Regions from separate parts of the Mus musculus genome. Here regions 1, 3, 4 and 5 are each linked to region 2. Evidence: chromatin contacts called from public HiChIP or PLAC-seq and promoter capture Hi-C data. All regions are on one chromosome and are shown on one strand. Each heading gives the region's core, a stretch centred on a gene start, on an enhancer-like site or on the middle of the called end of the contact. The rest is flanking DNA. Distances are from core to core; before and after follow the strand shown.

Region 1 (5,586 bases), core at 2,722-5,221, 1.3 Mb after region 2:
AGTAAATTCACCCATCCTGTGTGTCCCCCCCCCCTTTTTTTTTTTGGTTAAGATGGAAAACTAGCAGACACATATTCTGCACATAGTATTCTATGTAAATACTATGCTCTACTGGGAATAAGGCCCTATCAAAGAAAGTACAATAATCTTGCACAGCTTATTATAATAGAAAACAAGTGTGCTGATTTGAGTGTTTCTGTCACTATCTAAGTTATGTTGACTATGGTTTGTAGGTCTGTCCCCTGTTAAACTGTATGTTGAGATTTAGTTACCCTGGTCACAGTCTAAGAAAGGGTCCTATAGAGTCAAGCGTGATGCCTGTATTCCCAGCACCCTGGAAGCTGGGGCAGGAACATCAGGAATTCAAGGGAAGCCTGGAATGCTTGAGGCCCTAGGCTCAATAACGATGGAAGGGTGAAGGGGAGCTGAACCTTCAGGAAAGAACTGATACAGTGAGGGGGAGGGGCTGTTCTGTCTTCCCCTTCCTCAAGCATCTATGACACAGCAAGACTACCACTACAACTGGCTTGTTGATCTTAAGACTTTTCAGCCTCCAGAGCTGTGAGCCAGAAAACTTCTGTCCATTACAAATCACCCTGTCTGTGGTACTGTCTTAAAGCAGCACAAACCAGACTAAGACAACAATGGATTTCTCAAAGGTAACATGTTTTTAAAAAGCAGACAAAAATTTGGAGGGACAAACTAGGACAATCCAAGTAAATGAGATACATTTTGGCATATCCAAAATGGGAGCCCTGTCTCGCATATAAAAAGAACGAACTATTGTTATAGGCAACAAGATGTATCACAAAGCACTATCTTGTGTATATAAAGACATATATGGTATGAATCAATGTACACAAAATCCTAAAAGCAAAAACAAAACAACAAAAATCAGGTAACTGGCTACCAGATGCCAGGGACAGAGAGAGAATTTTCTGTAATGGGAATATTTGGCATTATTGTTATGGAGGTTTATATATCACATATGTCCATACATATTTGCCATTGGATATTAAAGCATACAATTACCATTGGTGAACTTAGATATATGCAAATTCCAAGTCAACTAATTCTCAAAATTAGTTTTAAATAGGAAATGAAGTATTTCACATACATTTTGTTATGAATGTAACATGAGAAAATTGCTGATACACATGAAAGGAAATGTCAAATTGCAAAGTCACACTCTTTAATAACCCAGATAGGCAGGATACAACAATGGAAGCCGAAACCAATGAAGAGAGAAATGTTTGCACGGCCCCAAGTTCTTTCAGTTAAAATGCCTTTGGTTGTCCTCAACATGCACACAGCAGATGTGCAGCTTGGTCTCCATATGGATCTCCTAACAACTGGAGCAGGGCTGTCTCTGACTCTATTGCCTCCTTTTACCCTAGCGTGGAGTCTTGTCTGGCCTCAGTGGCCTAGATCCACAGGGGGCTTTCCATTCTCTGAAAAGGGAAGAGAGGACTGGGGAAGGCAGTGTAAGGGTGGGACTAGAAGGAGAGGAGGGAGGGGGACTTCGATTGGACTGTAAAGTGAACAAATAAATAAATCAATGAAAAAATAAACTAAAAATGCCTTTGGTTGAAAGAGAAAGCTTTACATCCGGGGTAGTGGCAGGTGGACAGCACAATGACAGGCAGGTGGCACTTCAATAAGTGTTCAAGACCAGAACGGACAAATCAAATTCACACACCGACTGCTGGGCTGGCAATGTACAGCAGGAATGATTCCACCATCCCTGCCCAGGACGGACAGCTTGACGCCAACCACTGGGAAACATTTAACAACCCAATTAAGGGATACATAAGTAAGAGGTTTGGCATCTTCAGGAGACAACGCTATTAAAACCAAGCTAATAAATCATTCCACATTGAAAGAAGACGTGAAAAAGGACAGTAAAGGGCAAATAAAGCATGGTCCTCCTAGATCCTGGCAACTACTTAGAACAATCAGCCCCAGAACAACAAAGACGACTGAGCATTAGGCAGAATTCTATCAGCCTATACTTCCTGGATGAAGTCAGGGAGAGATTCCTTGCCTGTAGGAGACACCGAAGAAGTATTCTGGAGGCAGAAGCATCAAATAAGCTCTGTGTTCTTAAGTAGGATGGGGAAAGTTCTATGTGTGAGTTTGAAAGTGTTTTAGCACACACACACTCTCACAAAATGACATGTTAAAGCCATAAAATCCTCACAATGTGATGGGTTTTTTCTAAATATTTAATCCAATTTTATTACTTAAAAGAGAATATATATCTGATCTATAGGCAATAAAAAATTAAAATAAGAGAAAGAGGTGCAAGCAGAAAAATAATATACATTCTCTAACTGGCTTAGAGTTCAAAATGCAAACCAAATTTAAGAGTGTTTTCCAGAATACCAGCAGAATTTGATTCTGAGTTTTAAGGATACAGACTTCATGGTCCCCTGCAGTGATTTTTCAAGGCAGTTTTTACAAACACAAAAAACCTCACACACACACCCCACCCCTCCGGGGGGGGGGGGGGGGAACAAAAACAAAAAAAAACCAAACCTATAGTTTAGCTATGCACTGAACAGCTAAAATGTGAAAAAACTCTTCCTGTAGTCTCACTAAATTCTGGCAACCAGCGCTGGAAAGGTTTCCTTCTTCCTTACAGAACAAATCAAGGAATCTCAACTGCACTCCGCAGCGGGCAGAACTCAGGCCTCCAGGATTAGCCACGAGGTCAGCATCATCTACCTAGTGCCGTTTCAAACCAAGAATCACATCTACTTCTTTCAGGGCTCATGGATTTGTTGTGAGGTTAGCATACAGAGACTGGAACTAACATGCTAAAATGTTATCATTTTAGAACATTTCAAGCGATTGCTACAGTCTATTTTTAGGGCTGGTGAGTGTGGCTCAACAGTCAAGTGCTTGCCTACAATGCAAAGCTCCCTGAGCTGTTTCCCAGCGCATTAATACATAAATAAATGTCTTTTCACTCCAATAGGCGCAGACTGCTGTCAAAGTTGAGGTTGCAAGAAATTTCATCAGCCCCACATGGCCAATTGTATTCAAGGGGCTGACTTTTTGAGTATTAGAAAAAGTACTTCCAAGTCTACATGATAAAATTTTTGGGTTGTTTCCCAAAGTAATGAAAAGACAGAAATTTTAAACTAGCTAGCAATAGCGTTAGCCACTTTGAAAAATCAATTTCGAATGGAACGTAGGATGACGTTTACTCGAGCCTGGACTACGTCCACGGGGTGTGTAGTAAAACAGCCAGTAGCATTAGTCCGCAGCGTTCCTACGGCTTTCCGTAATTACAGCCTTCGACCACAAGCCAACGCAGCCTCAGTAAAAATTCCAAGTGCTGACAGAAAAGTCTACCTTGCTCCCTTTAACTCGACAACCGAAGGGAAAGTGGGGCAAGTGAATTCAGATCTCCTGAGAGGTGGGGAAGGGGCGGGAGGTTCCTAGATCGCATTAAAAGGACGGGCCGGACAGACAGTTGGGGTTTTAATTCCACTTCAAAAGCCACTTGGGACCCTGGCAGAGTCGCAGCCATAGTCTCGTGTCTCCCCGCGGGGCTCTGGTCCTGTCCCCCCACTCCCGGGACAGCGGGCCTCGGGAGACGGCGCCCCGAGCGGACAGAGGCCGGGGCCACGCGGGGCTGGGTTCCCCGCAGAGCAGAACAGGCCCGTCCGTCCCGGGGCGGGAGGCTCGTTCGGCGTGACCGCCGCGGCACCAGCCCCGCACCCACGCGCTGATGCAACCCGCGCGGGTCGGCGGCGCCCTTACCCAGCGGAGGGTTTCCGGCGTTCACCGTGAGGCACAGCGCCGCCATCTCCCAGGAGCTGCGGTCTACTCGTCGGGCTGCCTTCCTGGCGGCGAGGGTTCAGGTGGAAGCAAGGAGATGCAACGTGTGCGCGCGACCGAAGGCACCGCAGCCCTGACTCCTCCCCACGGGCCGCCACCGCCGGAGTCGGTGCGCACGCTACGACACGTCATAAATATGCGCCCGCCAAGGCAGCCTTCGCTCCGCCCCACTCCACGCGCCACGACTGCAGAGAGGTCAAGGCAGGCTACTCTGTGCGTCATCGCTGCGCGCCCACGACATTTCAGCCTCTCTCCCGTCCCCGGCCCGCGGATACTGACGTCTGGCGAACGCTATTGAACGTAATCGCCGTGCGTCGCCTCCACCTTAACCGCACGCTCCAGTTGCCTCTTGGCAGCAGGACTGGGCACCCGTGAGGTGCCACTCCGTTGTGGAAAAGGAACAGCCGTTAAGACCCATCGGAAAGTGAGGGAAGCAGGCGGACGATAGACTAGTCCATTCTGGGGCAGTGGCACATCCATGCACAAAGTCGACGAGCTACACTGGGTATAAGGGAGCTTCCCTTCAGTCTTCTCTAAAAGGAAATATTTTCAGGATTGTTTGGTGTGGTGCACGTCCCAGCATCTAGGAGGCAAGCTAGAAATACAGAAAACTATGGGGACAAAGAGAAAAAGGACCTGCTTGCTGGGCCTCCTGGCCCTGAGAATCAAGATTTCCAGATGTTACTATCTGTAGTGAAGCCTGCCAATATTGACAATGTTTGGGGGTTTTGTTTGTCTGTTTTAGAGAGAAGCATCTTCAAATGAGAGGGTTAATAATAATTCAGGCTATACAGAGAAACCCTGTCTCAAAAAACCAATAATAATAATTCAGGCTGGAGGCCTACGCGTATGTGAGCTTAAGGATGGTCTGCGAACCTCACAACAGTTAACTTGTGTTCACAGTGGAAACAAAAGAACAATTCAGGAACAGCCCATGACCAAATTCCTTAATAACCTTTAAAAATAATAACTTCAGTGTTCTTGCTAAGACCATGAAGTGTGACTGTGGTATGCGTCCTCTTTGGAGCACCTGTCAACTCCCATGCTTTAAAAAAAAAAAAAATCACATAGTAAACTCCAACTTTGAATCATAGTGGCTGCCTCTGAGGAGGTCTTCATGATAGACTTGTCTTGTCATTTCTGGAATCCAAGGTAATTAGAGAAGAGTATGACTGGGGGTAGGGGATTGAGTCAGAGAAGAAACAAAATGGCATTAAGTGCACTGGCTGGTGCCTTCTTTCATTCCTTTGTAATAGAAGTACCTTGCCGGCTGCAAAATGGCTGTGTATAAATGCTGGTTCAGAGGCAGGGACCCAAAGAAATAGCTACCCTATAGTTACATGAAAACATTGGCACATTCCTGAGGCTATTGGAAGGTAAGGGTAAATATGTACTGCTTCTGAAATCTCGCCTGCACCTTGAACTTGAACTTTTGGAAAATGCCCTGGGCAAACACATGCATCACAGAGAATTTGGATTAGAAACCCCCCTGAAAGATGCCTACTTATACACCCGGAAACAGGACAAATATTAGGGCAGCAGTGTGCTTTTGGTTTTGCATCTGAGCAATCTAGCCAAGGCTCTGCAAGTGTTCTACTCTTAAGATACTAAACACTGAGTCCTGAAGTCTTTCTTGAAGTTCTTGTCTTTTAACCATTACTATACTTATTTGTTGGTTTGATCGTCTGAGGCAGAATCTCTATATCTACCTATCTATCACAAGGATTGACCTGAAAT
Region 2 (5,696 bases), core at 426-2,925:
GTGTCTTCTCTGTACAGCTGGATCAGAATGGGACTCACTGGGAGACTCCAGCTGATGGGACCATCAGCCCACAGGCAGGAGTTCTTGATCAGTTCTGTTTCAGCTTAGAGAATCGTAAGGTGGTGGTGGTCGAACCCGTCTGCCTGGGGCTGACCTTGAAGGAAGAAGTCTGCCAATAATGGAGGTTTTTAGAATCATTTAGGTGCGTGTTGGAACAATTCATTCATGCCAGGGTGTTCCTCAGGGCCAGTGGAGTAGAAGAATTTTGTGTTCAAGGTGGGTGGGGAGATGATAATTCAAGAGAGAGTTTTCTGCAGGAATCTTAGAACATAGAACATGACTGTGGGGGGGTCTTGATTCTGTAAGAGGGCAGTAGATTATTCTGCAGCTCCCACACTTACGGAACCCCCGGATCCCTGCTTGTCACATGTTCTGGGACCTTATACTTCTTCCAAGTACATGGTGGGAAAGAACCCAGGAGGTGGGCGGGCTCTCTCTGCAAAACCCAGACCCACCCCTTCCTGTTTTCTGCAACAACAGACCTCACTTCCTATGGCCTCAGTCTCCCTGTCTGTGAAATACAAATAATAATGTTCATTGCTGTATATAATGTATGCCAGCTATATCATTACATATCATTACAGCTCCCTCTAGTAAGAATATAACCCCCCCCACACACACACACACATACACATGTATGCATCCCTAAAGGTTTGATCCTTTTGAACTAGGAAAATGATACTGAGGTCTTAACCTGGGGGAATTCTCAACAGTTTCCAGCTTTAACAACCTGTGTAGTCATCGTGGCCACAGAGTCATCACTAAGATTGAAATGTTGACTTTGACTAAAGGGGAAAGACCAGTGGGAAGAAAGATTCTGTTATCCAACCAGTTTGAGCAAGTTGAAGTAGAAAATGTCAAGTTATGATACTGTGTGACAGGAGACAGCAAACATTTAAAACCCAGGTGTCTTAGATAATGCTGCGACAGGCAGAAGATGGTGGGTCATCCTTGTCTAGGAAGGCTGAGGAGAAAGCCACATGAGCAGGGGCTCACATAAAGAAGGCAACAGTTCCTTTATTCAAAGCAGTGATACAGAGCATGCATTGGGTGAAAGGGACACTTCTGTATTCTGCTGGTTCACAGGCAAACAGGGCTGGATTGTAAACAGGCTAATGAAAAACAACCTGTGGAATCCCGGAGAACTCAAGAGTTAGGTCAGCAGTCTCAGATTGGAAGGCATGTCTTCAGGGCTGGGCTGGAGCTCCATGGAGCACAGTGTGTGTGTGTGTGTGTGTGTGTGTGTGTGTGTGTGTGTGTGTGTGTGTGTGTGTGTGTACACGCCTGTACATGCATGGGCACGCACTCAACACAGGAGGGACTCAGGGAAGCTGCGAATGAGTGATCCCCACCATGTAGAAACGGGATGCTTAGCTGCCTGCCCCTCCACACACAGACCCTTGGTGATCACAGACAGTGACTACTGCAAATTCCTCATGCCAGTCGCCCTCCCTTACTGGCCGTCCCCCTTTTCCACACCCCCTCCAATGGTCCAGAGCTCGTGGTCTTAGTAACAGAGGACTTCTGACTGTAATCCTAGCGCGTCACTTTGTTGAAGGCAAACACGTGGTTTGGGGAGCACATATAAAACTCTGCTCCGGGCAGAATCGTGATGTTATCTGCTGGCAGCAGGTTTGCTCGGAGCAGAGCTGCTGAAACTGCCGGCAGGAGAGCGAGTGGGAGAGAAAGAGAGAAGGCGCTGAGAGCTGAGCTCTGGGGCAGGCGTCAGGGATGGAGAGAAGTATTAGGGTTTAAAGAGCCATTCTGGAGCAACCCATCTGCGGAGAGAAGGATCGGCAGAGGTCTATTTTAGGGTCGCAAGTACCTACTTACCCTAAGCGAGAAAGTGCAACCTTGGTGGAAGCTAGGAGAAGCTAGGGAAGGGTGCGAGTCCCGGGGCAGCCCGCAGCCAACGCGCCCAGGAGGCGGTGTTGTTCCACAGGGGTTAAGGAGGTGGCCGATCGCTGTCGCCCTTGGCCGCCTGGAGCAAGAAAAGGAGGATCTGAAGGACCGAGCTGGAGGCTGGCCCTCTTTGCAGGCAGCAGCGGCGGCTGCAACGTGGAGCGACCCAGCCGGGTGTAGGCCACAGCGCGGCCGGCAGGAGCGGGATCCTCGCCGCCTGCTCCGGCCTCTGTGGATCTCCGGGGCGGACAGTATCCCACCGAGTCTCCGAGTGAGCCGCTCCGGGGCGCATCTGCCTCCCCGCGGCTCGCCAGGCTCGCCCTCGGCGCGCGCGCACGCACGCGCGCACACGCGCACACATCCACACGCACACTCATCCACACACGTGTGGAAGGCAGGGCCGAGCCGCTCGGTCTTTGAACTTCTCAGTTAGAGCCCGGCGCAGCCCCGGCCGCCGCTCAGCGCTCCCCGCGGCCCTGCGTGCCTCCTGCCAGCCCCCGGACCTTCTCGTCTCGTCCCTTTTGGCCGGAGGATCGGAGTTCAGATCAGCCACTCCGCACCGAGCCTGACACACTGAACTCCATTTCTTCCTCTTAAGTTTATTTCTACTTCAGAGCCACTCACCCTCTCCCTTCCAGGAGAAAAAAAAAACAAACCTTTCTTACTCCTTAAAGTGAGAGATTCCCCCCCCACCCCGCCCCAGCATCGCATATTAATATCTCCACGTTGGGAACGCGTTGCATTTTCTTTTTTAAAGGAATCCCAGCCAGGGACGTTTTTCTATTGGGCATTAACTTTCGACTGCTTTGCAAAAGTTTCGTATTAAAAACAACTCTACCTGACCGCTCTGAGAATTACTAGTTTCTTTTTTATATATATTTTTTCTTACTTTAAATAACAACATCAACGTTTCTTCCTTTTAAAAACATGCACTACTGTGTGCTGAGCACCTTTTTGCTCCTGCATCTGGTCCCGGTGGCGCTCAGTCTGTCTACCTGCAGCACCCTCGACATGGATCAGTTTATGCGCAAGAGGATCGAGGCCATCCGCGGGCAGATCCTGAGCAAGCTGAAGCTCACCAGCCCCCCGGAAGACTATCCGGAGCCGGATGAGGTCCCCCCGGAGGTGATTTCCATCTACAACAGTACCAGGGACTTACTGCAGGAGAAGGCAAGCCGGAGGGCAGCCGCCTGCGAGCGCGAGCGGAGCGACGAGGAGTACTACGCCAAGGAGGTTTATAAAATCGACATGCCGTCCCACCTCCCCTCCGAAAGTAAGTACAGTTTCCGTGGTTTTCGACTTTTCCATCCCCGAGTCTAAGGTTGGCCCGGAGCTCCTCAGATCCACAGCAGCCTTAGGCGTTCGCCCTTTCCTCTCCCAGTCCCCGGGTCCTGATCGCTTCGTTTCCGTTCTGTCCTTCGTCCCTTCCACTGCCTTTCCAGTCGTGGGATGGAGAGGGATCCACAGGCTTGCAAACCTTCAACTTCTGTTTTATTTATTTATTTCTCCATAACTCCCTACCCACAAATGCCCCAGACCTTTTAAAAGATGTTTGCATTTCTCCTCTCCCCTGGTCTACCAACTAGCAAATCAGCTCCCTTCTGTCAAAAGAAAAGCGCTTCCCGGGATGACTTATGCTAAGAGACCAAGGTAGACTTTGTTTTCTTTGCCGGGTTGGCATGCAGTGGGGGTGGGGGTGTCCTCCAACTGGTACACAAAGAGTTAAAAAAAGTGCTTCCAAACTAGCCTTCTCAAAGGCGCCCCCCTTCCCTGCTGACCTATCTGGGGACTCCCCAAACCTTTGCTATTGTCTCTCACTCCCCTAAGAATGTCAGCATCAGCAACACCAAGCTGGATTTCGGGCGCACGGGGTGGGGGTCACTCAAAACCCTTAAATCCTCCGGGGGGTCATTTATTGCTCTCTCTGGGTGTTTTTACTCTCAGTCTTCTTGCAGAGCCGCATTGCCAAGTCCCCTTTTGACCTCACGTGGACAGTTAGAAAGAATAAATAAGGTTCTAACTGGGCTCAACTAGGTTTCACTTCCCGTTTTTTCTAGGTAGTCCTCGCTAGCCTGGGAGCAGGTCGTTTTTTCTTAGGGGGATTCTCCATGATCTTTTTCAACCTTGAACTCTGTGTCCCGGCACTTTCACAAGCAGCAGGGTCTTCTGTGTGTTCTGAAATCGAAGATGGGAAAGACAGCTATTTAAAAAAAAATATATATATATATATATTTCCCCGTTTCGCTGGGAGCAATAGCTTCAGAAACAGCTGGCATACAGTAGCAGCGATTTATTGTGGAGCCTTGTGGGGGAAGGGGAGAGTACAGTTAGTGTAGATTTGTTTCAGAGTTCTTTAAAAAGGGGGTGGGGAGGGAGGGAGGGAGGGAGGGAGGGAGAGAGAGAGAGAGAGAGAGAGAGAGAGAGAGAGAGAGAGAGAGAATTTTGCAGCAGCAACAGCACTGAGTGATACCTGAGAGGGTTAAGCACCAGGAAGAAACACTAAAAGAAAGAGAAAAAAAAAAAACTTCAGCATCCCTGTGTTCCAAGTCCCTGTCGTAAACTTCTCATTGGCTGCTCTGTTCTCTCCTCCCCTTTCATGCCCTATATCCTTGCTGGCTGCCTTTGTGAAGTCTCTGTGTCTTGCCTAAATAGATAACGCAGCCATCTTGGTAATTTTATCCCAGAAGTCAGAATTGCAGGGAGGTGCTTTTCTCTCCTAATATTTATTTTTAGTTTGACGAGCCATAGCTGTCTGACTTGCCGCGTCTTGCACTTGGTGCCCTCAGAGCGTTGGTCTACCCATGTGTCTAACCACACTCTTTCTGGTCACTTCTCTTACCCTGTAGTGTTCTCTTGTTGTTTAGTGCCGTAACAGATGCAGGGAACCCTGGCCAGCAGGACGGTTTTATTATTATAGTTACGGCCCTATCCACTACAGTGGATGCGTACAGTCCGCCCTGTTTATTGCTCCTGGGAAATAAGGATTTCTATCTGGGGTGGAGCCACAGTGATGCTAGGGAAGGGAGTTCATTGTAATTAGTCCAGAGCCACTGGGGCTGAGGGACGGCTTGACTCAGTTAGTTTTCTCCCACATACGTGTGTTGATTCTGCAGATGTTTGGGCTGACAGACAGGCATGTGATCCGGGGCTGAATAACTCCTTCTTCGGTGTTTACATGCCAAAGCTCAGATTAGCTGTCAGGAAGTCTGCAAAGAGGACAAAGATCCAATCTCACATTGCATAGGTGTGCAGGGAGCAGGCCACCAGGGGAAGTGCTTCAGTCCAATGGATGAAGGTGAGCAGAGAAGGGACAACCCCAGAACCAAGGTCATGAGCAGGTTAGAAGAACCGCCCAGGTTTTATGGAGGATGTGAGGGTATCAATAACATCGATATGTGGACTCTTCTGTATCCCACTCCTGAACCTCCGATTAAATGAAAACCTAAGTATGCTTACACACACACACACACTATACATACACACACACACATACTATACACACACACACACACACACACACACACATACACACATGTACTATCATTTTTACGTGAAAACTAGAGATTTAAGAAGATTGTGTTCAGTGTAGAAGCTTAGGAGTAGAAAGGTATATTAATAGCAGCGGATTCAACACAACTGAGCAGGGGCTATGGATAATGTTATAGAAAGTAGGTTAACTGATTTTCCAGGACTTTCTAGATATAGGGAGTTCTTCCAGAAGAGAGAGGGAGAGG
Region 3 (5,335 bases), core at 525-3,024, 1.1 Mb after region 2:
CTCCCTTTAGAACAACATCTGTTGAGCCTTCATCTCCACCACCCCCACCACCCTGCCCTTCGCTCAATTTTCTTTCTTGCTCACTCACCCCCAGCCTGCCCTTCATTTTAGCCCAAAAAAAGAAACTAGATTGTTTTTCTTTGCTTCATCCTCCCCCGACCCCAAATCATAGCACCACAAAACCACATCTTACCTATGAGGACTGCTCAGGAATGTTTTCTTTCTGATATTAAAAAATCCTCCCACCAATTAGGTAAACACCAGCCACACCGCAGAACAGGTTTGTTATTGCAGAGCCCAGAGGAACACAAACCCAAGGTATTTTCAGAATTGTTTCAAAAGGAACCCCAGGCTCTGGCTCCGGCACCAGGAAGAGATGTAAACACAGTTGGGCGAGCCGGGATGCGAATTGTAACAGCATGCTTGCTGTGCAGCCATGGTATGGAAAGGTTTGCTTGAGCTGCAGATCATTTTTGCAAGTGGTCCTGGGATTTTTCCATCTTCATCTCAACACTACGACATAGCCTAAGGTCAAGCATGGTGTTCATGAAGATTCTGGCCACAACAGACTTTTGACGTGGCCTCCCTCAACGAGGCACCAAATTACAATGGAGAGAAGGTTCAGTCTTCTGAATTCACATCTTGCCCGTATTCTCAGAGTCATGACCTTCTCAGCTTCAACTCTAAAACAGGAATATGGAACAGGAAAGATACAAGTGATTACTTTCAGACATATTTCTTTTCTTTGATATGTGTGTGTGTGTGTGTGTGTGTGTGTGTGTGTTCACTTGTGAATGGATACAAATATAAATGTATGCACAAACACATAGCCAGATGTCACCCTTGGTGTCTTTCCTTGGAAGTCATCCACCATGTTTTATAAAGCAGGTCTTTCATCAGCCTAGAGCTCATGGTATAGGAAGCTGACTGGCCAGTGAGCTCCAAGGCCCAACCCACCTCTAGTGGCTCAGTACTAGGCTTACAAGTGTCTAACTTACTCGTGTGGGCTGTAGGAAGCAAGCCCAAACCCTCACTCCATCTTTGTCCTACTTACTGAGGTTTCTTCCCAGCTCTCACCCTGGTTCCAATACAGACAGGTGACCTGATGCTCCAGGATGAACTTGTAAGCATTCAGAAACACATCCTTGGGTCCTTTAAAAGCCTCACAGAGGAATATGCATGCTGTCCTATTCTGTGTTTGATTTGTTTAATATGTCAAGGGAGAGCCATTTCAAGTCTTCCTCTGTTCTCTCATTGAGAGAGAGGGGGTTGAGATTCTTAATACATCAACAGAGCGTCCAAAAGGACTAAAAAAATAATAACACCCACCCCCCCTGCACGCGCGCATGAAAGTCCCCTGCGGTCCCCATCAGGCTTTAGTGGATCACTAATGAAAACGGCAGAAACACCCCCAAGGCTTCCATTCCTCCCTGGGTTCTGAGTTACTTTTGTCCATGCATCCAAGGGCAAGTTAATTTTATTAAGAACATTTTTAGAAAGCTAGAATGTCAGAACCTGACACTACTCTCTCTCTCTCTCTCTCTCTCTCGCTCTCTCTCTCTAGTCCTCTATTCTTGGTAACATCATTAAATACTGGCTGCGCCCAAAGGCAGGTTGCATCTTTTTTCAATCTAACAGCCATTCCGTGGATAGCGTTTGTTTTTCATTGCTGCCAAGGAGGCAATCTGGCTCTCGTTTCCTTTGAAGAAGAGCCCGTTAGGATGAGTCAGGTCTACATGGAGAATAATTAGGTCAAATAAATGAGTCCTTCCAGCTGCCTGTGGCATCACTCAGCACCCCCATGGTGAGATGAAGGAGCCAGCGATGCTGGAGCAAACACATAGCTTATCTATTGTGAGTTACCCATCCTCCCTCTCTCACTCCCTCCCTCCCAGAGGATGTGCTCAACTTGTTCTCAAGACTGTTACAGCCCCTCTTTTTGCATCTGGAAAAGTGGAAAGTGGTCCATAAAACCATGAGGCATCCCCATTGCTTCTCCACACTACAAGAGAAAGTTTCTCTCCCTTGAGGAGATCCGAAGCAGTTGGCAGGCACAGGGCAGCCTTCTGTGTTGTCACGCTGGTCTCCATGGACTTCCTGATACCTTAACCTGAGCTGTCATGTCCACTGGCAACAGAAAGAGGAAATTCAGTGATGTTGTGGTCACATGGCAGCTCTCATTAGTATTCTGATCAAGCTGGTGGCTGTAGCTCATTGCTCAGGCCAACATTGTCCCTGGTTCTATTCAGGGACTTCCAGACTCACCAGTACATGGGTTCAACACCTCATGGGCTCATTGTGAGATTGACCTGACCCAGTGCTAAATTACTGCCACCCAAATTAAAGAATTAAAGATCTCCATTCCCAAATATGGGGAAGAGAAAATGAAAAGACTCTCTCTCTCTCTCTCTGTCTCTCTCTGTCTCTCTCTGTCTCTCTCTCTGTCTCTCTCTCCCCCTCCCCTCCCCCTCACTCTACCCTCCCCTCCTCCCTTCTCTTTCTCAAAAATCTGCTACTTAAAAAGAAAACTACATGATTCTTTTGGAGTGTCTGTGTAGTCACTGGGATTAGAACCTTCTAACTTTAGCAGAAGAAGTCCCTTAGAGTGACACCCCCCTTCACCTGGGGTCCCTGTCCCTCCACAGGGCCTAAGACTAGGGTGGGTATTGCTGGCAAGCTCTTAGCAGCCCCTCTATTTGTACATGCTAAAACTTCTTTTCTTGAGAACAGATGAATAAATTTTCTTTTGTGAGATAAGAATGAGTGACCTTTTCCCCCTAAATTTCTACTCTTGAGCAAGCAAAAAAAAAAGGGGGGGGGGTCTTTTCCTCTGTGCCTTTGTAACATGGGGGAAAAGTGCCTAAAGTCATGAGGAATTCCCTGTAACTGCTTTGAAAATCACTCGGGCTGTGTTTCTGCAACCTGAACAGATACAGAAGTTGCACCACAGTGGGACTGCCTTCCCCCATCTCTGAGCAGACACAGATGTGACTCCCTTTGTAAATGTCTTCACACTGCTTGTCCTACTCCTGAGTGGTTTCCACAGATTTATCTGGTGAACTCAGTTTCCTAGGAGAACGTATCACGTGCACTCGCCTAGAGAGTTCCATCCTTGCAAACCATTAGGTAAACTTAAAGAACAAATTAGAGCCCGGAGTCTGCTCCCACGCCCATCTCCTGTGAGCTACTCCCACCATGGGATTTTCTCAATGGAGTCTAAGCCAGGCTTTCTAAGCAAAGCCTCGCTCCCACCACCAAGGCCTGGGTGTGTACTTCATAAGCACAATCCACAACGATTTGTTTGTCAGTTTCTCACATCTGGGGGCTACATTGCGAATGTTGAAGCACCAGCGGGAAGGGTGAGTGTCAGGATAAATCCATGAGGGATGGGAACTGAGAAGCGAGCAGGAGGGGAGTGCCAGGCAAGGGTTGGCCATCGCTACATAACTTCTCATCTCTGCCGCTCTAGAAATACTGAACTGTGCTTAGCCATTGGCTATGCAAGCGCTGGTAGCTTTAGCCAAGTCCGCTACTCATCAGGATCAGAGAAAATTCTCTTTGACTTCATTTATTTCAGTAGCTTTTAAGGTTACAGCAAAATTGCGAAGTCACATTTATTTCCCATATGCTTTCTTAAAAGTGAGCTCCATGCATGAAGTGTGGGTCTACGATGAAGCCTCACTGTCACCTGGGATCCACAGTTCACAGGAGCTGGTTCTTGGTGCTGTGTAGTCTATGGGTCCCTAAGGGGTTAGTCTGGGTTACTCTATGCTGGGTTCCTAAGAGTTTGTTTTCCCAGTCCTGGGGATTCAATTCAGAGCTTCCCATATGCTAGGTAAAGTCTCTCCCTCTCAACTACATCCCCATTTTATAGGGTTTGACAAATATGAATGATACATACGTACCACTGCATCCTAGAGAATTTACACTGGCCCAAACCTGCTGGGGTGTATTTTGTATCTGTACTGAGTTGAGCACCATAGCAGCACAATATAGTGGAAACATATGGATAATGGAATAGGAAGCTAGGACCATGCCCACACACCATAGGTGGCTGTAGACAGGTTAGTTTACCTCTGACTCTCTCCTCATCAAGCTGGGATAATTACCCTTCTCTCTGTTAACTAGCATATGAACAGTGGTTTTAGAAAGGAGATGGCAAAAGTTAACACAGCTGGTATACTATCCATCGCACTAAACATGAGTTCTCTCCCTCCATCCTTGATGTATACACAGCCATAAGATTGACACTATCATAAACGGGCCAACGTCACACATGCGTATCTCTGTCACACATGAGCAGTACACATCAGGGCCAGAGATCAGGGCTGAGGCTCTTCCTCTCTCACGTCCCACCTTGTTCTTGAAGACAGGATCTTTAACACCGAACGTGGAGCTCACTGGCTCAGCTACACTGGCTGGCCAATGGCCCAGGCATCTGCCTGTCGCTGCTTCCCCAAGGCTGGGATAAAACAAATACGTGTCACTGCACCCAGCTCTTATGTGGGTGCTGGAAACTCAGTTCACTTCGTCATGCTTACACACCAAGCACTCTTCTCAGTGCTCTTCTTCAGTGTTCTTTATTCATACAGGTCAAACAATATCAACCACAAGACCAGTTATTCACAACAGGTATAATATATAAACACCGAACACCAAAGGACTAGCATGTCTAATTACAAGGATAAATACTCCACAAAAAAATAGGAGAAAGGCCAGAAATAGAAGAGAAGCAAATAAACAAGCTTACCTGTAACATTCTCCAAGAAGAGCATTTAAGGGCCATAAGCTTATGTAAAAATTATGTGAGGAATTAACTTATAAAACACATTATATTGAGTTACAGAATTTCAACATCATTAAGACCAAATCCTTACATGACATTTAAAAGGCAGTGTTTCTGTTTACTTTTAGTTTACTCTATAGAGAAAAAAAAAAGAAAACGAACAAACAGCTGACTCTTTGAGGAATCCCTGAGGTAAATTGGTCACAACCTAAGTGTAGTGGCTATTCCTGGTTGTCAACTTGACAATATTTGGAATGAACTACAATCCGGAATTGGAAGGCTCACCAGTGACCCTTATCTGGAGCCTTGGAGATCCTTATCTGGATCTTGGTTTGAAGATCTTGAGCCATAGTGGCTATGGATTCCAGAAGATTGAATCTCCGAGTTTAAGGAACACACCTTTAATCTGGGCTATGCCTTTCATCTGGGATTAAAGGTGTGGTGGAACACACCTTTAATCTGGGCTCCACCTTCTGCTGGAGACAATATAAGGACATTGGAAGAAGGGAGTCTAGCTCTTGCTCTTGCTCCTTCGCCTGCTTGCTGCGT
Region 4 (5,783 bases), core at 1,374-3,873, 1.3 Mb after region 2:
GTGGGGACAGAGACAGTGGAGAGACAGGAACAGGGCTGCCAGACAGGTTCAAAGTAAGGGGTATGCCATGTGGTAGTTTTGACAGGTCACAACAGCTCACTGCTTACAGAAGAATGGCTGTTTTAATGGTCAGTCTCTCTCTCTCTCTCTGAGACTATTCTCCATCACCATCACCATCACCATCAGTCATTTTCTTCAGTCTTAGCTATACAGGAAATGAAAAGGTAAGCCATTTGCTCACTCAGAAATACCCAACAAGTTGAACTAGAGGGAGAGCGAGCTTTCTTGGGCCTAGAGAAAGGCAAATAAGAAAAAGAAGTGTGCCCTTACCTGAAAACTCTTCAAAGGGGATTAGATCAAGCCAACCTGGGGACCAGAGCAATCTTTCAGAGATAGAAAGGCAAGGCTTCAGAGAGTAATTTAGCCTGCAGCTCATGCTCCACCCCAGAAGAGAGGACCAGACTCAGAAAGTAATTAGCATTCATCCTCCTTGTGGTAGTTGCAATATGCTTGGCCCATGGAAAGTGGCTCTATTAGAAGGCATGGCCTTTCAGCAAAATCTTGCTAGTGTATGCAATGGTGTCAGTGTTTGGAGGCTGATTATGGGATGGATCGCCGGGTATGGTCGTCTCTAGATGGTCCATCCTTTCATCTCAGCTCCAAATTTTGTCTCTGTAACTCCTTCCATGGGTGTTTTGTTCCCAGCTATTGGATGGATCACAGGGCCCCCAATGGAGGAGCTAGAGAAAGTAACCAAGGAGCTAAAGGAGTCTGCAACCCTATAGGTGGAACAACAACATGAACTAATCAGTACCCCCCCAGAGCTCGTGTCTCTAGCTGCATATGTATCAGAAGATGGCCTAGTCAGCCATCATTGGAAAGAGAGGCCCATTGGTCTTGCAAACTTTATATGCCTCAGTACAGGGGAACGAAGAAGTGGCCAGGGCCAAGAAGTGGGAGTGGGCAGGTAGGGGAGTGCGGAGAGGGTATGGGGGACTTTTGGGATAGCATTGGAAATGTAAATGAAGAAAATACCTAATTTTTTAAAAATTGAAAAAAAAAAAAGAAGGCATGGTCTTGTTGGAGGAAGTGTGTCACTGTGGGGGTGGATTTTGAGGGCCCTATGCTCAGACTTTGCCCAATGTGGAAGAGAGTCTCCTCCTGGCTACCTTCAGATCAAGTTGTAGAACTCTCAACAGTTCCAGCACCATGTCTGCCTGGACACTGCCATGCTTCCCACCGTGATGGCAATAGACTGAACCTCTGAAACTGTAAGATAGTCCCAGTTACATTTTATAAGAGCTGCCTTGGTCATGGTGTGTCTCTTCACTGAAACGAGACCCTAACTAAGACACCCCCAAAGGTGTGAATGTTATCTACATAAATACAACTGGGACATGGCTCCAGTACCCTGTGCCGTTCCCCCTCACTTCTCCGATGCTCATGTGTGTAGAAGGCAGTCTGTTTGGTCCTTTAGCTCAGAGAACTTCCAGCCATAGGAAAACACTCAAGGAACTTAATCTGTAGAATCTGCAACGCAGGGTCATTTAGGATGCTAAGATCCTGGACTTGGAACTTTTGCCTTATCCAATGGGCTTTCAGGAATCTGAGTGAGTTGTACACATGGATACAATGTAAACTATGTGCAGAGGGAAGGCTATGTAGAATGTTTTTGAAGATGCCCTCTTTTTGCCTTTGCTTCCACATAGTGACTTTCATGCTCCTCCCCCTCCACCCCCCACGATGCAGGGTCTGTGGGAGCAACACTCCTGCCTGGTCACCACAGCCTCGGGTTTGAGGAGGCAATGATGTTTCAATGTTGGTTGTCCAAGCACTCACTTGTGCTTAGAATCCTGTGCTACTCCCGTCTGTGTCCGGAGGTTGCTCAAGCACGAGGAAGCCACACAGAGAGGTTATCTATGGCAGGCTGTCTGGTCAGCAGTCCTGAACATCAGAACCTACTAGACCAGGTGCCAGGTGTAAAGTAAGTGACTATACCTCCAGTCGCAAAGTATCTGTTGTCCACCAGGCCGCCCCCAGCCTCTGAGCGCCCCCAGGTGAGACCTCAGACACCGTGTCCAGCACAGGCTGTTCACACTGGGTTCCTTCCAGACTCCAAGCTGCAGAATGCCTAAGTATAAGTCTGAGGTGTTTTGTTAGACAGTAACTGGGAGAGTCACGTAGCCACTCAACAGGGGCACTGTGGAACTTGGAACAATATAAGAGAGGCTCAGGGAAATTAGCATAAAACATTTAAGGCATCGAAAACTAAACAAGACTCAGTCGGGACGATTGGGACACATGCAGAAAATACTGATTGGGATTCAGAAAGGGCGATGATCATTTGAATCGGGCCTAGGGTAGATGATAGGTTTAACCAGAAAATAAATGCCTTTCGAGTGAGAATGTGCAGCTCAGGGGTGAGAGCTGACAAGATTTGTTTGGATAGCAGTTGCTTTTGGCCCATCTGTAAGACTTCGGCTTCATTCCTCCCCCTGTGATTAGAAAACAAAACAAATCTATGCTTGAAAATAAACGTCTGACCCAGAAAACAACAAAGAAGAGAGACCGTCCAACAAAAGCACCAGCCTTCCATATGGTGGAGCAGGAAGGAGGCCAAGTGCAGAGCTTAATTAAACCATTGAACCACAAGTACCCAGCTGAGCCTTTGGGGGAGCACGGATCAGAGCACCGAGGCCCGTCTCCAACCTCAGAACTGACATGATGCAGCGCTGAGAAGCTAAGGAGAGGAAGCCTGGAAAAGCATGCCACCAAGGTAACCAAGGTTCCAGACAACTTTGCTCTTGAACTGATGCTGAGTCTTACAACAAATGTATGTGTGTGTGTGTGTGTGTGTGTGTGTGTGTGTGTGTGTGTGTGTGTGTTAGAGAGAGAGAGGGAGAGGGAGAGAGAGAGGTGGGCTCATATAGAGGTCAGGGAAGATGATATTTTCCTGACCTTATTCCCTGGAGACAAGGCTTCTCTGAATCTGGGGCTAGGCTAGCAGCCAACACCCCAGTGGTCCCCCAGTGGTCCCCGTCTCTGGCCACCCCCACAGGGCTGGGGTAACAGTTGGCCTCTCCTGGCCTTTTTGTATAAGTGCTGGGGATTCTAAGGTCTTCCTGCTTCGGCACTCTGTGTCCTTAGAAGTACTTCTGAATCGTGTCCCCAAGTCTGACATTGCCAAGTTTCTAAAACGATCCTTGTCAGAAGTCATGAGCATCTGGCTTGCAGGAAATGCCAAATTGTGAGAAATTAAATTTCCCTGTATTAAACGGTCTCCCCTTAGGTTGTTTTGTCAAATCTTTGACCTCACTAAAAAAAAAAATGTGGTGGGAAATCAATCTATCAAACAAACAAACAAACAAAATACAACAACAACAAAACCCTTCTGAAGCCAGGAGCTGGTGAGATGCTTCCATGGTTAAGAGCACTTGCTGCTCTTGCAGAGAACCCAAGTTTAATTCTCTGCATCTGGGTGACTCGCAAGCATCTGTAACCCCAGTTCAATGGGATTCAATGCCCTCTTCTAGCCCCCGAGGGCACCAGGCAAGCATATAATGAAGACATACGTGCAAAATACCCATACACATAATAAAAATTTAAAGCCAAAATCAGAAATCTAGACTAGTAAGCTGAGACTGGAGTCTGATGTCAAGATACCTGTATATATCAGTCCAATAAAGAAAACCACCTCACCTCTTAGTTTTGACAGCTACGTGATTGTGCGCAGCTTAAAAGATTGAATATTGCTGGGGACAAAGGGGAGAGTTGCTAGATCCTCAGTGGAAAATTCAAACTCAAACACAACAATTAAATACTGAGAATCCCACTTTTCCGATGGGCACAAGGAGATTTGTAAATATTATTAGCCTTGGCTGCTGACAGAGAGAAAACTATCTGCACAGGAGCTGAAGATGCTATAAGATCATGGACAAAATCTCTACTGCCCACAAAATGACCATAAGATGCAATACTGGGCAAATGGTCTTCAAGTGTAGGCAAGTTAGTTTTGCGCCAAAGAGCCTGTGGATTTTTGGTCTAGGTTTTTTGAGGCAGGATCTCCCTACATAGCCTGGAACTTGTTATGTAGACCAGGCTGTCTCTGTCTCTGCCTCTGCCTCCCAAGTGCTGGGACTAAATGTGTGTTTGGAAACGTACCAACATAGAGCTGGAGAGATGGCTCAGCAGTTAAAGGGGGCAGGCTGCTCTTCCACAGGACCCCAATTCAATTCCCATCACAACATAGCTACACACAACTGTCTGCATTTTCAGTCCCAGCCAATCCAATGCTCTCTGCTAGCCTCTGTGGATACTAGACATGTAGGTGATACAGATATACACACAGGCAAACCCTTATGTGTAATGTTTAAAAAGCAAATAAAAATATGCAAAATCTTTTTAAAAAATTGTTTAAAACTATGTTCATATTCTACACTTCAACAAAAAACAAAGTCTCAAGGAAGAATTTCATTGACTATTAATTCACAGTAAAACAAACCAAAACAAAACAGAAAACTACAAAGCACACAAACTGTCTATGCTGGCACACACCTATAGTTCTTTCAGGAAGCACAGAAAGGAAGGCCACAAGTTCAAGGCCAGCCTGGGTTACATAGGCAAACACTGCCTCAAAAACAGAAAGTCAGAAAGCAAGACACTTAGAGAGAAACAGCAAAGTCAGTGAACAGCACATCAGATGTTCAAAAACCATAGGTGCTGAGCCTTCCAGGAGCCAGGTATAAATTATGTGTTTATTAGAAAGAAAAAAATCTTGCATATGTAAAACCTTAGATTTGATCCCAATATAAAAAAAGAAAGAAAGAAGAAAAGATTAAAATTAAATGGTTAAGACTGGGGGAGGGGTAGCAATTGGGATGTAAAGTAAATAAAAAAAATCAATTAATTAAAAAAAAGATTGAAGCTACTCCCAGCCAGGTGTCAGTGCTGAGGTCCTAATGAGGGGCTGGAACTGCCCCTGCCAACTCACAGAAGCCCAGAGACAAGCTTGGACTCCTGCCACCAACTGGCAGCAAGCAGCAAGCATTTCAGTCACCAGCCTGTTAGGGAAGACAGCCAGAATCTCACTGTTCTCAACGTCCAGGATCCACCCGAACATCTTTCTTCCCACTAAACACTGGGAAAATTGCAACTCGAATATAAAAGACACTCAATCTGAGGCGGTAGACGTGTTAAAATTATCTGGTAAGGATGGATGATTAAAGTTGTCAATCATAGCAATGTGTTGGCAGGTAATTATGGACATGCTTGAAATAAATGGGAAAAAATCCTCAGCAAAAAATAGAAGGTGTAAAAAGAAGCAGAGGGCTGAGGAGACAGGCTTTCCTAACAAGCATGAAGACTGGGGGTTCACCTGCAGATCTCATGTAAACAGCCAGATGCTCTGGAACACTTGGAATCCCCAAGCTGGTGAGGCAGGGACCGGAGGAGCCTTGGGCTCTCTGGGCGGGCTAGACTACTTGGTGAACTCCAGGCCAGTGAGAGACCCTGTTTCAAACACACAAGGTGGAGAGAGCCGGGGAACAACACTGGAGGTCGACCACTGGCCAGCACACACAAACATGTGTGAACACACACAACACAAACACAACTTACAAAACAAAACAGCAGCCTCAGCACAGAAACCAAACCAAACCAACAACAAAGACCAAATAACAGCTCAATGGATGGGCTCAACAGAAGAAAAGAATTTAGAGTGAGGAACCACTGAATTTGAAGATAAAATATCCGAGCAATGGAAAATAGAAGTAGAGGTTGGGAGG
Region 5 (5,876 bases), core at 242-2,741, 1.2 Mb after region 2:
GCAAGTCAGCTACTGTCCTTCACCTTTGACCAACTCTCTGTCTGTCTGTCTGTCTGTCTGTCTGTCTGTCTGTGCACCACATGTGAACCTGATGCATGCGGAGGCCAGAAGAGGACATCAGATCCTCTATAGCTAGATTTAGAGATAGTTAGTTGTGGGCTGGCATGGGGTACTGGGAATTGAGTTCTGTTCCTCTAGAAGAGCAGTCAGTGCTTTTAACCACTGAGCCATCTTTCTATCCCCACGAGGTATATTGTCTATTCCTCCTCTACACCATGTGCCACTTGCTTACTTCTGCAGGTATGATCACTTATCAGGTGACTGTCATGCATGTTGACCCATCATGCACTGGGAGTGGGGAAGAGTTGCCTAGTTAAGACAAGTTCTATTGGTCAGCTATCCTGGCACTCGGGTTCAAGCCAGTAGCTGGGCCTACAGGTCCATACTACCACATCCAGCTCATGCTATTATGCTTAACTAAAACATGACTTGATCTGTAAACTCATGCAAGCCGGGGCCTTGTCTCCCCTGTGTCTACACTCCTGCTTGGCTTAAGAGCAGCCATACAGTGGATGGAGCATGGGGTTTCATAAAGAGATAGGAAGTCCACAGGAAAACGAACAGCGTCACCTAACCTGGAGCTCTCAGGGACCGAACCACCAACCAAAGAACATACACGGTCTGACCCTAGGCCTCCTTGTTCATATGTAGCAGATATGCAGCTTGGTCTTCATGTGGGTCCTGAACAATTGGAACGGGGGTTATCCCAAAAGCTGTTGCCTGTCTGTGGGATGTTCTTCTAGCTGGGCTGCCTTGTCTGGGCTCAGTGGGAGAGGGAGCACTTAGCCTTGCAGAGACATGAAGTGCTAGGGAAGCACTCATCTGCTCAGAGGAGAAGGGGAAGGGGTGTAGGGGAAGGATTGGGGGGGGGGGGGTGACCAGAAGGGAAGCAGTGAGAGGCGTGTAAAGTGAATAACTAAAAAAATTAAATTAAAGGGAAAATCTTATACACAAAGGAAAGCATATGTTTTAAATAGCTCCTGCTCCAGGGCAGAGATACCCAGGAGCTGTGCTCTGAAAGTGCTTGTCCACTGTGGGTAATAGACTAGGAAACAAATAATTAGAACACAGCAATCAAGGGCTCTCAAAAATACCATTGGGGGCGGCCCACAAAGCAAGAGAGCCAAGTCCACAAGGAGGAATCTCTGTGGGCAGAGAGGGAGGACTGACATCAGGCATCGGAACCAAGCAGACAGGGATGCTGGAAGGACATGGGGCAGGAGCGATTCTGCTGAAGCCCCCAGTATGCCTAGGTGATGGAGCCCATCTTTACAAACAGGAAAACACAATTCAGAGAGGTGAAACAACTTGCCAAAGATCACAGCTTGTAAATCTTAGGCTCAGGAGTCCACAGCCTTCTAGGCAGAGTCTGACTATCCTAGGCCATTTTACCCACAACACACCTCTATTGTTCTAAAGGCTTGCCTGGGTCTGCAGATCATTCTGATGGCTTGGCTGCTAAGTGATCAAAGAGCAGTTTGTTTTCCTGACTGGCAACACTGGGATTTTTGATTTGGGTTTTTGTTTTGTTTTTTTCATTCTTTAGACTCTCCTGCCCTCTAGTGGTTTTGTAGAGTTCTACCACATCAAGCTAAATGCTGACTGAAACAAACCATGCACATGCATGCACACATGCACACATGCATACACACACACACACACACACTCCAAACAAAATCAAATAAATGTCCCTAAAAGCAAAATATCAGTCTAAGGGTACATTTTAAAACTACTTGTCAAAAAATAACCCACTTCGCTTAGCCTCCACATACTAAAAGACAAATGATCTCTCCAGTCAGAGGTATAAGACTAAAGGAGAGGTTTGAGTGTGAAAACCTCTAAGTGTATGCATCGAGGTCATAGTATATGTGGGCTGGAACTAGAATTGTCAGCACAGACCCTAAAACCTAAGGCACAGGACAGACAATAAAGGAGCCCTGGACAAAGCTACTGCTTAGTTCTGGGCCTCTATAACCTGCCCACCTGCTCACGGTTTTGCTGGGTAAGAGCAATGTCTTCATCCAGACACAAAATATATGCTTGGCTGTCTCTGGAGAGGGGGCATCTGGATGAAAGCTACTAGCACATGGGTACCAGACCTGGACCTTGGTCCCAAAGCAAGTATTTGAGCAATGACTTCAACCAACAGTTACTATGACCATTTGGGTTTTATTCTTCAGAGTTCTAATTTCAGATGACTGCAAATGAGAAATGGGTGTGTCCCACTCCGGCCAAGGAGAAGAGCTAAGAGCAACAAAAGATTACTGGCTGCCAGGAGCACTGGCCAGCACTCATCGCTCTTAGTGAAGATGGAAGGAAGCGGGGCTATGCATGTACTGGGTGAAACAGAAGGCAAGGGAGACACTTCACAGGGCACTAGAGAACGACGTGCGTGTTGTGAAGAAAACTCAACTTAGAGTAGAGAAGACCAGAGTTCATTTCCTGCTGTGCTTCCAACTAGCAGTAAGATCTTGAGACAGTCTTGTGATCAAGAAGGACCCCTGTCCCCTCAACTGAAGAGTAACACACTCAATTTCTAACTGCTCACTCAATGCCAGATGCTGTCCTTCAGAGATAAAATATTTCAAACTGTTTCCATTTGCTTGAACATAGCAAAATAAAATGATCTCTTTACAGAGACCTTCCCACTCAGCTTCTTGGAACAGTTCAGATCTTCCACCAGCATACCCACTCCTTGCACAGCTCTGATGTCAGAAAACGTATTTCCAAAGTAAACCACACAATATTTGAAAACATTATCTTTAAAAGATGGTTTTCAGATCCAGCTAACTTCTTTCTTATGGTACCTGTCTGTCATCAGTCTGAGCTCTATCCTTGGGTCAAAGAGAATACATCTAAGTCCTCTTTAGTGAAAAGGATTTTCAAATATTTAAAAGTACTTATCAACTTCCTGTCCACCTAGTATTCATGAACACCTTCAGGAAATCCTTGCTTGATTTGGGTTTTGTGCCTTTCACCAGCCCAAGAATGCTCTCCTGTCACCTCTTCTGGGTGTTTTCCAGAGCAATTAGAGAAACAGGTCAAGGGTATAGACTCTGAAACCAGACCACTTACATTGAAGTCTGAATACTCCTTGATAGAGTTGGCATGACTTTGAACAAATGATGTCACCTTGGACAGGAACTCATACGTTCTTTTGCTCGTCAGCAAATCTGGATTAACTGAGTTAATAAACTCAAAACCCTATTAAAATAGCATCAAGCACAATCAAAGTGTTCATCAAATTACAGCTATCATTAGGATCGTTGTAATGCAGCTTCACAAAACATAGTAAGGGCAATCACCTCCCTCATCCTCAACATTATACGTCTATTAATGACACTGTGAGAATTACTTGTTCAGTGTATCTGAAGTGCTCCGGGTGCATGAAAGGAAACTCAATAAACTTCCCATCAATTAAATCAACTAAGGCTAAAATTTCTAAGTCACTTTCATATATCTCTAACTTCCAAATCCTACATCTTTCGAATTGTACATAAATGGGCTAACCCAAGCTTATATTCAGAATTATTGTGATTGTGTTTCTTTATGAGATACATGCCCTTCCCACCAGTTAAGACAGCTTCCATTTTAGTGATCTCACAAGTTTGATATTGTTCCCAGTTTCAAGGCACCTACAAATTCCACAGCCTCCTTCTGGCCAATAGCTGAGTCAAGATGAGCCAACAAAGATGAATATAATTTGAAGGAAATAGAAACTCCATGGGAAAGTATTCCCAGAGAAAGAAAAGGCGCCGCCTCTGTAAAAGAAGAGTTGTGCCCTTTAAACTGAGGGAAAGCAGAGGAAACTGGCAAGGGTTCTCAGAAGCTGACGAGGGTGGCCGAGGAATAGCTCAGCAGATAAGAGCACTTGCTACACTTTCAGAGGACCCAGGTTCAGCACCCAGCACCCACTATCCATGTCTCCAGGATCAAATACCCTCTTCTGATCTCCACAGACATCAGACACATATGTGGAGCACATACATAAATGCATGTAAAATTCTCATATAAATAAAAATAAATTATTTTTAATGTGTCAAAAGAAGCTAGAGCTGTTTCAGGGGGGAAAATAAAACAGAATGATCTAAACGTCAGAGCTATAAAAAGGAGAGAAACACATTTGGAAACTTGAGCTTCCACCAGAGGGTTCCTTATCCAGATGGACGTAAATTCAGAGAGAGCACAGGAAAGAGATGGATAGAAAGCAGCCCATAATCACCAGAAAAGAAAAGTGAGGGGCCTCCAAATTAGAAAACCATTTCAGACTCAAAATGAGATTTCCATCAAGTATCCTTCACAATAGAGGTCAACTTCACCAAATCTAGGCACATCTTTGTGAAATTTCAAAATACCAAAGACTAAATGGTGTCCTTAAGGCATTCAAAGGGGAGAAAGAACATGTAAAACCTCAGGAAGCCTATGACTTAAAATTCCCATTAGTTACACTGGAGACTAGATAACAGAAGAATGCTTCTCAGCTGCTAAAGCAAAATTCTTTACCCAGCTAAACTATCAACTGACAGGACAGAGTCTTATGTGGTGTTTACTAGAAAATAAGTCACCATAAAGTTTGGTGGGTTTAGAATATACTTTCTCTACATTCTACAGATCAGCTGAGTGGCTCTGCTAATCTTATCTGGTTTGGCAAATCTTAACAGTCAAGTAAAGCTTGGGCTCAGCAGCGTGGGATGACTTCACTCTCACTCCAAAAGGGTAGTTAGTCTAAAGCAGAAAGGGAGTGGCCCTGAGTTATCACCATTTCTCTGCATGGGCGTCACATGGTCTCTCATTTACCAACAAACTAAACTTTCTCTTGTGGTTTTGGGGGGTGGAGAGTCCAAAAAGCAGCATGAAATGGTCTACCCCAATGGGTAAGCATTTTCCAACTACTGTTTTATATTTATGTATTTTTTTATATTTTATATTTACTGTTTTATATTTAATCTATTCCTATTGGCCAAAGTCAGTCAATATAGTTAGGAACCACGTAAATAAAAAGGAAGTAGTGTACCTATTTTGCAAATGATCTACAAGTAAACAAAAAAAAATTTTTTTTTAGATTTCATGGTCTTGAAAAGCATTCCATTTGCAATGTTTTCCAGAAGGTTCATGAAAACAAGATAGTAAAGTAGGCTTGGGAAAGACCTAAAATCTAGCATCTAGAAAATGAGGAATTCATCACAAAAGGGAGTTTCCAGAAATAAAATATTTTGGAGCAAACAAGAGATGACAACTGTATAATAGTCCAGAGAGCAAGCAGTCCTAACTAGAACTGGCTGGAGAGACTCAACAGACATTTCCCCCAGCAAGGTCCTCAAATGAGCAGGAAAGAGATCTTAGACATTTTGGGAAATGGTTGTGGTTGTATTGGTAAGATGTAACTAGAACCTCAAACAAACCAGCATTAAGACAATTTAATTAAGTCTATGAAAAACAAGGCATTGTGTAAGAAAGGCAAAGTGTGTGTGTGTGTGTGTGTGTGTGTGTGTGTGTGTGAGTGACTATTCCAGGCCCAGTCATTCTGGTTTGCATTTACCACTGTGTCAAGGAATTAGAATTTCAAATCAGTGAGAAACAAACGTGTAGGTTATTGTTTTCAGTCACAGTCTGTCAGGACTTTCTCTCTGACTAGTAGTAAATTCAACACCCTAGGCAAATACCCCAACTTTCCTCACTTCAGTTACTCAGACTCATCCTCTCATAACCCCAGACTCACACCAGATTCACCAAAGTCACCTCTCATGCTCTTGTTTACACTCTCTGTGTTCAGGGGAATTGGGACAAAAAAAATTTCATTGCAACATTCCCCTTTT

Evidence for each region. Promoter capture Hi-C pulls out the DNA fragments that hold promoters and counts their contacts. HiChIP or PLAC-seq counts read pairs in DNA pulled down with a chosen protein or histone mark.
Region 1: a promoter capture Hi-C map of hippocampal neurons shows a contact between it and region 2, with 3 times the contacts expected there. The contact joins the promoter of Eprs here to the promoter of Tgfb2 in region 2. A contact is called at or near these places in 2 of 39 promoter capture datasets (the C10 cell line and hippocampal neurons) and 3 of 115 datasets of contacts at active chromatin or transcription factors (astrocytes, large pre-B cells and stem cell-derived neural progenitor cells).
Region 3: an H3K4me3 HiChIP or PLAC-seq map of stem cell-derived neural progenitor cells shows a contact between it and region 2, with 9 times the contacts expected there. The contact joins the enhancer-like site here to the promoter of Tgfb2 in region 2. A contact is called at or near these places in 3 of 39 promoter capture datasets (frontonasal cranial neural crest, maxillary cranial neural crest and second pharyngeal arch cranial neural crest), 1 of 484 Hi-C or Micro-C datasets (uterus), 10 of 115 datasets of contacts at active chromatin or transcription factors (the NIH/3T3 cell line, craniofacial prominence, embryonic forebrain and 5 more) and 3 of 9 other capture datasets (adipose tissue, embryonic stem cells and pancreatic islet).
Region 4: a contact with region 2 is called in an H3K27ac HiChIP or PLAC-seq map of stem cell-derived neural progenitor cells, with 5 times the contacts expected there. The contact joins the promoter of 9630028B13Rik here to the promoter of Tgfb2 in region 2. A contact is called at or near these places in 5 of 39 promoter capture datasets (3T3-L1-derived adipocytes, embryonic stem cells, hippocampal neurons and 2 more), 1 of 15 datasets of contacts at CTCF or cohesin (the NIH/3T3 cell line), 1 of 484 Hi-C or Micro-C datasets (B cells) and 4 of 115 datasets of contacts at active chromatin or transcription factors (astrocytes, embryonic stem cells and stem cell-derived neural progenitor cells).
Region 5: a contact with region 2 is called in an H3K4me3 HiChIP or PLAC-seq map of embryonic limb bud, with 20 times the contacts expected there. The contact joins the enhancer-like site here to the promoter of Tgfb2 in region 2. A contact is called at or near these places in 21 of 39 promoter capture datasets (the 3T3-L1 cell line, 3T3-L1-derived adipocytes, the C10 cell line and 12 more), 5 of 15 datasets of contacts at CTCF or cohesin (the NIH/3T3 cell line, embryonic stem cells, large pre-B cells and 2 more), 132 of 484 Hi-C or Micro-C datasets (the AML12 cell line, B cells, the C3H10T1/2 cell line and 71 more), 28 of 115 datasets of contacts at active chromatin or transcription factors (the NIH/3T3 cell line, PVALB interneurons, T-cell acute lymphoblastic leukemia and 19 more) and 7 of 9 other capture datasets (adipose tissue, embryonic stem cells, embryonic tail and 4 more).

Annotation. Positions count from the first base shown.
Region 1 is chr1:185,361,429-185,367,014 of GRCm38.p6, reverse strand. It overlaps Eprs (glutamyl-prolyl-tRNA synthetase), which reads right to left and starts at 3,971. Exons shown (of 32, transcript NM_029735.2): 1 at 3,772-3,971. The coding sequence starts at 3,817.
Region 2 is chr1:186,701,968-186,707,663 of GRCm38.p6, reverse strand. It overlaps Tgfb2 (transforming growth factor, beta 2), which reads left to right and starts at 1,675. Exons shown (of 7, transcript NM_009367.4): 1 at 1,675-3,235. The coding sequence starts at 2,890. Gm35655 (a long non-coding RNA gene) reads right to left here. Exons shown (of 2, transcript XR_373811.4): 1 at 4,433-5,696; 2 at 3,861-4,137.
Region 3 is chr1:185,569,735-185,575,069 of GRCm38.p6, reverse strand. No RefSeq gene overlaps it. Among named protein-coding and RNA genes, the nearest start is that of Gm35023, 46 kb to the left of the region's middle. Within about 2 kb of position 1,774, at least 24 of the 459 cell types and tissues checked have an H3K27ac peak or open chromatin away from gene starts, as enhancers often do. A contact at or near this core is called in fibro-adipogenic progenitors, stem cell-derived neural progenitor cells and uterus, where this site is marked.
Region 4 is chr1:185,438,659-185,444,441 of GRCm38.p6, reverse strand. It overlaps 9630028B13Rik (RIKEN cDNA 9630028B13 gene), which reads left to right and starts at 2,623. Exons shown (of 2, transcript NR_038006.1): 1 at 2,623-2,776.
Region 5 is chr1:185,542,201-185,548,076 of GRCm38.p6, reverse strand. No RefSeq gene overlaps it. Among named protein-coding and RNA genes, the nearest start is that of Gm34969, 58 kb to the right of the region's middle. Within about 2 kb of position 1,491, at least 17 of the 459 cell types and tissues checked have an H3K27ac peak or open chromatin away from gene starts, as enhancers often do. A contact at or near this core is called in cortical glia, embryonic limb bud, neural progenitor cells and 2 more, where this site is marked.